Regions from separate parts of the Pan troglodytes genome. Here region 2 is linked to region 1. Evidence: chromatin contacts called from public HiChIP or PLAC-seq data. All regions are on one chromosome and are shown on one strand. The core of a region is the stretch at or near the end of the contact, and the rest is flanking DNA. Distances in the headings are between cores, read along the strand shown. Region 1 holds the start of LY6G5C (lymphocyte antigen 6 family member G5C). Region 2 holds the start of VARS1 (valyl-tRNA synthetase 1).

Region 1 (4,770 bases), core at 681-3,180:
GAGGACAGGCAAGGGCACCTGGAGATCTGGAGGGTCCCCGTCAAAGCTGCGCACCTTGATAGGGTAGAAGCTATTCAGCTACAGATTGAGGAGAGAAGGTTAGTGGAAGTGGAGACAGAGTGTGGCTCTGAAGAAAAGGGAAGAGAGGCTGGGCACGGTGGCTCACGCCTGTAATCCCAGCACTCTGGGAAGCTAAGGTGGGTGGATCACCTGAGGTCAGGAGTTCGAGACCAGCCTGGCCAACATGGTGAATCCCCATCTCTACTAAAAATACAAAAAATTAGCTGGGCGTGGTGGCGTGCACCTTTAATCCCAGCTGCTTGGGAGACTGAGGCACAAGAATTGCTTGAACTGGGGAGGTGGAGGTTGCAGTGAGCCAAGATTGCGCCACTGCACTCCAGCCTGGGTGACAGAGCAGCAAAAAAAAAAAAAAAAAAAAAAGACAGGATTGGAGCAATGTCTTATGGGATTATGGGAACAAGACTTGGGGTGCAGCTTAGGAGGCTGAGAGAGTTTCCGTTTGGGAGAGTGCTGGGCCCATGACAGGAGAAGGCCACTTACTGTTCTTTATGTGGAGAGTGATGCAGCTGCTGCCAGCCGGGGTGAGGCAGATGTCAGATCCCAGAAGGTACCCTAACTCCTCGGTCTCCAAGAGGCATCGGTAGCAGCGCAGGTATTTGGGGAATGGAAGTGGTTGAGGGGGTTCCCAATTGACAGGAACAAACTTACCTAGAACACAGAGAAGTGCTGACCCCACTCACACCCCATTCTACCTCACACCCTACCACTGCCTGATTCTAGGCCACTCAACCCCACTCCTCCCTCCCTTCCTGTCTCAGAAAACCATCAAAGCCCCAATTCTCTGCTTCCTTCCCCAATTGCATACACATACATCCCCCTTTTCCTCTGGTCCTAAGGCCAGACCACATGTTAACAAATCCCCAGACCCAGCAGAGCACTTGGTGTTAGGCAGAGGAAAGTGCTAAACCAACACTTTGAATCCTATGTCTCTGTGGCTGGTGCTTTGCAGCCAAGTGGGGAGCCCAGCAGGCTGGACTCAGTCTTGTTCTATCCTGTGGATTCTGGTTTTCTCATCCAGCACACTCCCTAACCCTCCCTATTCTATGTTGCCCTCAGATCCGGAGAGGATTCCTTCAGTATCTCTATTCAGGTCACTGCTGTGAAGTGAGACAGCCCTGGGGTGGTCACTAGAAATCTCCTTCAGAGGGGTGCGGTGGCTCACGCCTGTAATCCCAGCACTTTGGGAGGCCAAGGCGAGCAGGTACCTGAGGTCAGGAGTTCGAGACCAGCCTGGCCAACATGGTGAAACCCCGTCTCTACTAAATATACAAAAATTAGCTGGGCTTGGTGGCTCATGCCTGTAATCCCAGTTATTCGGGAGGCTGAGGCATGAGAATCGCTTGAACCCAGGAGGTGGAGGTTGCAGTGAGCCGAGATCTTGCCACTGCACTCCGGCCTGGGATACAGAGCGAGACTCCATCTCAAAAATAATAATAATAATAAATTTTTAAAAATCTTCAGATTGCACATCAGTCCATGAGCAGGCATTCCCTACCAAACCCATCTGTCCCATCTCTCCTCCTGCATGGGTTTACCTGAGCATCCTGGACAGGTGTACCCAGACACTTGGTGTCTGTGGGTTTCTCCATCCAGGCCAGGAGACCCTTCTGAACCCTTGGAGCCACTTACCAAACACCAAGCTCATCATGACCAGCACTATTAAGAGGACCGTGTAGAGGGCTTGGGGGCTGCTGTGGAAGCACAGGGGACCCAGACTCTGGCTCCCTGCAGGGCCTGCCATAAAACGCATGACTGCCTGCTGGCCTCCAGTTTGGGCTTATATTGGTGGAAGAGAGGTTGGCCAAGAGGAAGGAGAGAGGCAACACCAGCTCAGGGTGGAAATCCGTGCCAGACCAGCCAGAGGGGCAGAATGTTCGCACCCACAGCCACTCTGGGGCATAACATCCTGCTTGAGGGCAGGGGACCAGCAATAGGGGAATGAGAAAAGGAACTGTCTTTCCTATTAATTGGACAGATGTTTATTGAATCACTGCATCAGGTGTTGGGGATACAACCCTGCACAGTCTCCACCCTCACAGGGCACAGTCTAGTAGGGGAGACAAGTCCACCAGCAATGATGTGGGGAGGGCAGAGTGCTGCCAGGAGCACCTCGACAGTTAAACCACTGACCAGAGGGATTTCGGCAGAGGAGTAACTTGATCGGATTTCTGTTTATAAAAGATTGCCATGGCTGCACATTGCATTTGGGTCAAGAGTGGAGGCCGCCGGGAAGTAGGACGCTATTCCCGAGTCCGGTCACAAGATGGCGGACTGGTCCGGCAGAAGACGAGCAGGGACGAGGAAGCGGGGCTAATGAACCTGAGATACAGTTAGAAGACTGGACAGATTTGCTGTTGGACTGAACGAGGGGTGAGGGAACAGGGGTAGGCTTGCACAAGGAAGTGGTACCATTTTCCAAGATAGGAAACATGTGGTCTGTCTCAAAAAAAAAAAAAAAAAAAAGCAAATAGGGGGTGCCCAGTCCCACTTCTCATACCCTGGGGACACCTGTCAGACATCCTAAAACAAGGACACCTGGATCCCAAGCGATACGTACTCAGCTCAGTGCCCCCTTGGGGTTCCAGGAACCCAGCGCCTTCCCTCACCTCATCCTTTTTCCTGCCCCGCCTGTGCTCAGCTGCGGCTCAGTGGGCCTGAACTCCGGAGCCCACAGAATCTGGCGCTGGGCGTCCGCTCTCCGCGCCTGACCGCACCTCAGAACTCCGGTAGGACGGGGGGGTGGCCCCCCGCTCAAGCTCTGTTCCCTGGGGAAGAAACCTGGAAAGTGCGAACCGCGCGTCGGGACCCAAGCGTCGGGCCCCAGCGGATATCCGGAGCCCGAAGCGGCTCCCCAGGAAGGCGGCGCCGTAGCGCCATTCTCCCTCCCAGGCGAATTCTGGAGACCGCGGCCCCAGGCGTCTCACCCATTTTCTCCGCTGGGGACCCGCTGGGCTCCCCATCCTCGCCTACTCGGTCCCCACCCCACCAGCTCAGTCTTGACTCAGAAACTCAGGGTTTTTACTTTTAGGATCGTTGGGCTGTGCGTTAGGGGAGGAGGGGGTCCTCAGCGTCCAGGAACGACACCACCTGCTCCAATTTCCCGTCTGGAGGTTCTGGTCGAGGCTCCGAACTCGGGTTCCCTGCTACCTCCCAGACTATTCAAGAATTATCCAGTCCCAGGATGATAAGGGGGAAGATGGGAAGAAACAGACGGGAGACGCCCGCCCAGAAAGACTGCGGGAAGAAAGAAATTCGAGAGGAAACTGCACGCCACTGAGCGCCTCCCAAAAGCCTTGGAATGAATGAATTTAAAAACTATATTAGAGCCGGACTGCGGTGGCTCACGCCTGTAATCCCAGCACTTTGGGAGGCCAAGGCGGGTGGACTACCTGAGGTCAGGAGTTCGCGCCCAGCCTGGCTAACATGGTGAAACCCCGTTTCTACTACAAATACCAAAAATTAGCCGGGCGTGGCGGCGTGCGCCTGTAATCCCAGCCACTTGGGAGGCTGAGGCAGGAGAATCGCTTGAACACGGGAGGCGGAGGTTGCAGTGAGCCGAGATCGTGCCATTGCACTCCAGCTTGGGCAACAAGAGCGAGACTCCGTCTCAAAAAAACCAAAAACAGAAACAAAAACAAAAAACTGTGTTAGGCCAGGTGCAGTGGCTCACGACTGAAACCTCATTACTTTGGGAGGCCAAGGAGGGAGGATCTCTTGAGCCCAAGAGTTCGAGACCAGCCTGGGCAATATAGCGAGACCCCATCCCTACAAAAAAAAGTTGAAAAAAATTAGCGGGGTGTGGTGGCATGCGCCTGTAGTCCCAGCTACTCGGGAGGCTGAGGTGGGAGGATCACTTGAACCCAGGAGGTCGAGGCTGCAGTGATCGCGCCACTGCTGTCTCAAATAACAAAAATGATAATACTTTAAAAATAAAATAAATTGGCCGGGCCTGGTGGCTCACGCCTGTAATCCCAGCACTTTGGGAGGCCAAGGTGGAGGTATCATTCATGGTCAGGAGTTCGCAACCAGCCTGAGCAACATGGTGAAACCCCGTCTCTATCAAAAAATACAAAAACATTAGCCAGGTGTGGTGGCGCACGCCTGTAGTCCTGGCTACTCGGGAGGCTGAGGCAGGAGAATCTCTTGAACCTGGAAGGCAGAGGTTGCAGTGAGCCGAGATCGCACCACTGCACTCCAGCCTGGGCGACAGAGTGAGACTCTGTCTTAAAGAAATAATAACACAAAATAAATTGTATTAGAGAAAAGCCAGAGTAGTGGAGAACTGCAGAGGAACGCGGGGCACCTACATAAATGTCTTGAATGAATGAGTGCACAGAGTGATAGACAAAAAGAATCAGAGGGCCGGGCTCCGTGGCTCACGCCTGTAATCCCAGCACTTTGGGAGGCCGAGCTGGGCGGATCACAAGGTTAAGAGATCGAGACCATCCTGGACAATATGGTGAAACCCCGTCTCTACTAAACATACAAAAATTAGCCAGGAGTGGTGGCGCCTGCCTGTAGTCCCAGCTACTCAGGAGGCTGAGGCAGGAGAATCGCTTGAACCCGGGAGACGGAGGTTGCAGTGAGCCGAGATCGCGCCACTGCACTCCAGCTTGGCGACAGAGCAAGACTCCGTCTCAAAAAAAAATAAAATAAAATAAAATAAAAAAAATAAGAGAGCCAGGGCTC
Region 2 (5,446 bases), core at 1,873-4,372, 120 kb after region 1:
CGGCTCGGAATTCTGGCTGCCGGACACACGTGACAAACCAGCGAGTCACATTATTCCAGATCCGGCGGGCAGGTGGGTCTAGGACCTGGAACAGGAAATAAATGACTATTCTCAGTCACCCTACAGTGAGGTCTGAGGAGAGCAGTCTTGTTCTTCCCCAGGCCTGGTGACTCACGTATCGGAAAGGCAGCAGCAAGGCTGTGACAGCCGCCAGGTCAGCCAGAGTGGGGGCCTCCCCGGCCAAGTAGGTGTGCAGCCGAAGCCACTCCTCCAAGGGGCTCAGGGCCCTGCCCAGGGCCCCCAGCACAGCCTGGCAGGAAGGGGAAGAAGTGTGAGACAAGGTTTGGCCCACCTCCATCTCCCACCACAACCCAATTCATGTGGCCTCCCTCCACCCCACTCTCACAAATCACCACCTCTGAGTCCCATTTCTTCACTCAAATAGTCACAATAAAAATACTTCTGGGTGGATCACAAGGTCAGGAGATCGAGACCATCCTGGCTAACATGGTGAAACCTCATCTCTACTAAAAATACAAAAAAAAAAATAGCCGGGCGTGGTGGCGGGCGCCTGTAGTCCCAGCTACTCGGGAGGCTGAGGCAGGAGAATGGCATGAACCCAGGAGGTGGAGCTTGCAGTGAGCTGAGATCACGCCACTGCACTCCAGCCTGGGCAACACAGCGAGACTCCGTCTCAAAAAAAAAACAAAAACAACTTCTGACTCATCCAACAAATCCCTACTCAATATTTATGTGTTAGATGCAATATGTTAAGCATAGAAGTAAAGATTATATGAGGCATCTCAATAACTCCCAGGTTCAGAACATCAATAAATATGTATTAAGTACTTCTCCAGGGAATGAGAGGAAAACACGAACAGATGGACAGAGCCCTGACCTGGTAGAGTTAACATTCTTGTAGGGGAACAACAAATGAGCAAATATAAAATGAAGTGCCCTATTTTTCTTAACTCCTATGAAGAAAAATAAAGCAGAATGAGGGGAACAGGGGCCAGGCGTGGTGGCTCACACCTATAATCTCAGCACTTTGGGAGGCCGAGGCGAGCAGACCATCTGAGGTTAGGAGTTCAAGACCAGCCTGGTCAACATGACAAAACCCCATCTCTACTAAAAATACAAAAAATTAGCCGGACAAGGTGGCGGGCGCCTGTAATCCCAGCTACTCAGAAGGCTGAGGCAGGAGAATCGCTTGAGCAGTGAGCTGAGATCGCACCATCGCACCGTGGCACTCCAGCCTGGGCAACAGAAGGAGATTCCGTCTCAAAAAAAAAAAAAGAAAAGAAAAGAAAAGAAATAAAAGAGGGGAACAAACAGGGAATTCCAGAAGAGAGGGACTCTATTTTATTTGTTTGTTTGGACAGACATTCTGAATGCAAGGACTCTATTGTGGATAGGGTGATCACAATATGAGGGAGCAAGTCAGGGTCTGCCACATTCATTCATCCATTCAAGAAATACTAATTTTCCATCATGTGCTCAACACCATGCAAGGAGGCAGAGTTGAAAGTACACCAAGGCACAGGTCTCCTTTGGAAGGACTGATAGTTACAATCTGGCAGGGTTATCTCTCCTCTCACTTACCTTCCTCATTTCATTTCTCTTTTATCTCCTCCCAGCAATTGTCATCTCTCCCTCACCCAGTCTTTTCCTACAATTCAAATAACTTCTATCCTCATCAATTTCAGACTCATCAAACTTTTACTAAGAGACTTTAAAAGTGCCTGGCACTAAACTATGTGCTCTGCGCACATCTTTTAATCCTATTAACTCAGTGAGGCAAGCATTACATCAACTTGCCTGCGTGTTCATAGACATAGGAAGACCAAGACACAGCGGGTTTATGAAACGTGCCCAGGGTTACCATACCAGTTGGCAATCTGGGATTTGATCACTCTTTTCCCACATCTGATGTACTACCTTCTTGTCTCATTGTCCATTCCGGTCCTCGCTTCCCTCCTCTGAATTTCTCCCCTCCCCCTCTTCTGTACAACCCCCTCACCTGGGGGTCCTGGGCCGAGCTTCGGAGTCCCAGGGCCGGCAGCGTTGCTCCACAGGCAGCTGGTATTAACTCCGTGTCGGCGTAACTGACCCACTGTTGGACAAGGACAGCCGCCCGGCTGCCCCCTGGGCCCCCCAGGCCTGCTGGCCACAGCAGCTGGGCCACAGCCGTGGCCCCCCACACCCAGAGCCCACCGGGCCCCTGCTCCAGGGCCGGCAGGCGGGGTGGGGGAAAGGGAGTCCTGCTAGTCGGGGGTGGCTGGAGACAGATGCGGGGGTGGGCTCCTCCCCATCCGGGACCCTCCCCAGCCTCCCCATAGCGAGCGGCTATGAGGGCTCGGAGGCTGGGGAAGGCATCTGGGTGAGGGGAGACGTAGAGGATGGACATAGTTATGAGAAGGTCCGAACGAAGTGGAAAAACCTAAGGAGAAAGAGAGACAGGGGAAGACTGCGGGATCGAGGTGGGTCCTATGTTTGAGTAGAGAGGGGACCCTCATGGGAGCTCCTTCGCCGCAGACACCCGAGTCCCATAGGACTGAAGGTCTGACCAGGCAGGCTGTCAGGAGCCGAGGACCTGGCTCTCAGAGGGGCAGTGTCAGTGGGGAATTCCTGGGGAAGAGGAACTATCCACGATCGCGGGGCTTCGGGGAGTGTGGAAGGCTATCAGGAGCGGGTCGGCGTCTGGTTGGATGCGGGTTCGAGCCGCGTGTACGTACTGGAGGGAGATGGTCAGACTGGGCCGGGAATCCACCTCACAGCCAGGCGCCGGCCGCGGCTGGACCGGCCGAGCGGCCCGGGCGGAGGAGTCGAGCGGGCAGAGACGGTGGGCGGCTCTCCAGGTGACCCTAGTTCCCTAAGATCGCCGCCCCGGCAGCCGGCGCCCACGTGTTCCCCCCTTTGTGACAGGGAGCGTTTCCGGGCCTGCGGGTCCTGGCGGGGGCGGCCGTGCCCCGCCTGCGAGTGCGCGCCCGCCGTGTCCGACACTGCCCCGGGGGCCGCGCGGCTCGCCGCCCGCCGGTCTCACGAGGAACAGCGCGGGGCGCGGGGCGCTGGGCGCGGACGCAGGACGAGAGGACACCCCTGAGCACGACGCTCCCGTCAGGCGCCGCCACGGGCACCTTGTGCGGGTCCTCGGCCGGGTGGCGAGGGCGGCGCCCAGCGGGCAGCTAGGGAACTGGCCCAAGAGGGTCGGCCGGCCCTGCCGGTGGAGGGCGTTCCCCACCCGGTAGCGGGGAGGTGCCCAGCAGGGAGCCGCCTGATGAGGACCGAAGGGGAGGTCCATTTGCCGAGGCCCTGGCGTCCAGCTTCCTCTTTGAGCCTCATCTCCTCATGTATGAAAAAAGGGTGACGGCCGGGCGCAGTGGCTCACGCCTATAATCCCAGCACTTTGGGAGGCCGAGGTGGGCGGATCACCTGAGGTCAGAAATTCAAGACTAGCCTGGCCAAGGTGGTGAAAGCCCGTCTCACGCCTGTAATCCCAGCACTCTGGGAGGCCGAGGCGGGTGGATCACCAGGTCAGGAGTTCAAGACCAGCCAGGCCAAGATGGTGAAACCCCGTCTCTACTAAAAATACAAAAATTAGCCAGGTGTGGTGGCAGGCGCCTGTAATCCCAGCTACCCCGGAGCCTGAGGCAGGGAATTGCTTGAATCCTGGAGGTTGAGGTTGCAGTGAACCGAGATCGTGCCACTGCACTCCAGCCTGGCGACAGAGCTGCAGTATTTGTAAAAATACAAAAATTAGCCAGGCGTGGTGGCACACACCTGTAAGCCCAGCTACTTGGGAAGCTGAGGCAAGAAGATCACTTGAACCTGGGAGGCGGAGATTGCAGAGCTAAGATCACACCACTGCAGTCCAGCCTGAGTGACAAAGTGAGACTCCATCTCAAAAAAAAAAAAAAAAAAAAAAAAAAATTAGCCGGGCATGGTGGTGGGCGTCTGTAATCCCAGCTACTCAGGAGCTGTGGCAGGAGAATCGCTTGAACCGGGAGGTGGAGGTTGCAGTGAGCCACACCAAGCCAGTGCACTCCACCCTGGGCAACAGAGTGAGACTCCCATCTCAAAAACAAAAAGGAGGGTCACACTAGACGGTCTCTAAGGGTCCCTTAAGGCTGAGAAGTCTCATCTGTATCATGAACTCATATTTGCTGAATGAGTGAATGAAGTTTAGTAATTCCCAGTCACAACTTTTCTCTAAAATATAAATTACATCACTTGTATTTATCTTCTATACATATTCAGAAAACATGTACTGATTTGGTTGGATTGGTGAAGTCTGGTAGCATGAAATGTATCTTATGACACTATCACATTAATGGAAGGACAGCAAGCACTTCAGTTGCAGGTATGGTATAAGCAAAAGGCCAGAGGGAGAACATACAGGTAGGGACATGTTGGGGAAACGTGGTGTAGAGCAACTGTATTATATGCTTTATACCAAGGAGAGTAGTGGGAAGCTGAGTTGGATTCTTGGCTGGGTTAATGCAGAGTAACAGGGGCTTGGATGAATTCGACATCCTTTTCCATGTCCCAACCCCCTGCCCAACACATAGTAACAGAACCAAAACACAAATTTGCATCATAAATTTTATTCCCGATGCGGGACAGATTCCTTCCATCCCCAAATGAATCACATGCTGCCCTGGAAAGACCTAGGAAACTCTCCTACCATCTCCAGAGAAGTAGTGAGAAAGGCATGTGCTGGGGACTGGGAAGGCTTTGAAGTTTCCCAGCCTACTTATCCTCCCCTTCTCAAGAGAGGATAGCTGTTCCCTATTACTCCTCTCATCCACTCATCCCTTAAAAAAAAACCCACAAAACCATCATTAGTAAAAAAACAAAACCCCTTCAAGTATTGGGGGTTAGGGGTTCTGGGCTGGGACTTGGGGTTATGGGTCACCAATGAAAGAGGGAGGGGAAGAGGAGGAGGAGCCATCACTGTTTCTGCTGCAGGGCTTCCTTCCTTGCCGCATCCTGTAGCAACTGTGTGTCGACCTCATCTGCTGGCAGCTGCACGTATCGGACCACTGAGCCCCGAATGAAGCAGTTCTTCACTGATAACTAGACAAAGATGGACAAATATGAAAACACCCTTAAAAATGTCCTCTAACCACCCAGGGGCCTCCTGCTTTAGAGGTGTTTCCTCTTCTCCACAGACCCCAACTCACCATGTGAGGGTATTTCTCAGGGTCTGTGACACTGATGTCAGTTAGTTTGATGTTGAGATACTAGGAAAGGAAGATGAACACCATTATTATTATTATTATTATTATTATTATTATTATTATTATTATTTTTGAGACAGAGTTTTGCTCTTGTTGCCCAGGCTGGAGTGCAATGGTGCCATCTCGGCTCACTGCAATCTCCGCCTCCTGGGTTCAAATGATTTTCCTGCCTCAGCCTCTCGACTAGCTGGGATTACAGGTGCCCA

The links. HiChIP or PLAC-seq counts read pairs in DNA pulled down with a chosen protein or histone mark.
Region 2: a contact with region 1 is called in an H3K4me3 HiChIP or PLAC-seq map of stem cell-derived excitatory neurons, with 10 times the contacts expected there. The contact joins the promoter of VARS1 here to the promoter of LY6G5C in region 1. A contact is called at or near these places in 1 of 7 Hi-C or Micro-C datasets (stem cell-derived neural progenitor cells) and 1 of 1 datasets of contacts at active chromatin or transcription factors (stem cell-derived excitatory neurons).

Annotation. Positions count from the first base shown.
Region 1 is chr5:37,475,845-37,480,614 of NHGRI_mPanTro3-v2.0_pri, forward strand. It overlaps LY6G5C (lymphocyte antigen 6 family member G5C), which reads right to left and starts at 1,931. Exons shown (of 3, transcript XM_054686760.2): 1 at 1,711-1,931; 2 at 562-729. The coding sequence starts at 1,831. LOC134810192 (a long non-coding RNA gene) reads right to left here and starts at 4,555. Exons shown (of 3, transcript XR_010157684.1): 1 at 3,104-4,555; 2 at 2,688-2,859; 3 at 2,041-2,400.
Region 2 is chr5:37,590,483-37,595,928 of NHGRI_mPanTro3-v2.0_pri, forward strand. VARS1 (valyl-tRNA synthetase 1) reads right to left here and starts at 3,123. Exons shown (of 30, transcript XM_518361.5): 1 at 2,736-3,123; 2 at 2,021-2,440; 3 at 176-310; 4 at 1-85. The coding sequence starts at 2,407. LSM2 (LSM2 homolog, U6 small nuclear RNA and mRNA degradation associated) reads right to left here. Exons shown (of 4, transcript XM_016955187.4): 4 at 4,589-5,076. The coding sequence ends at 4,951.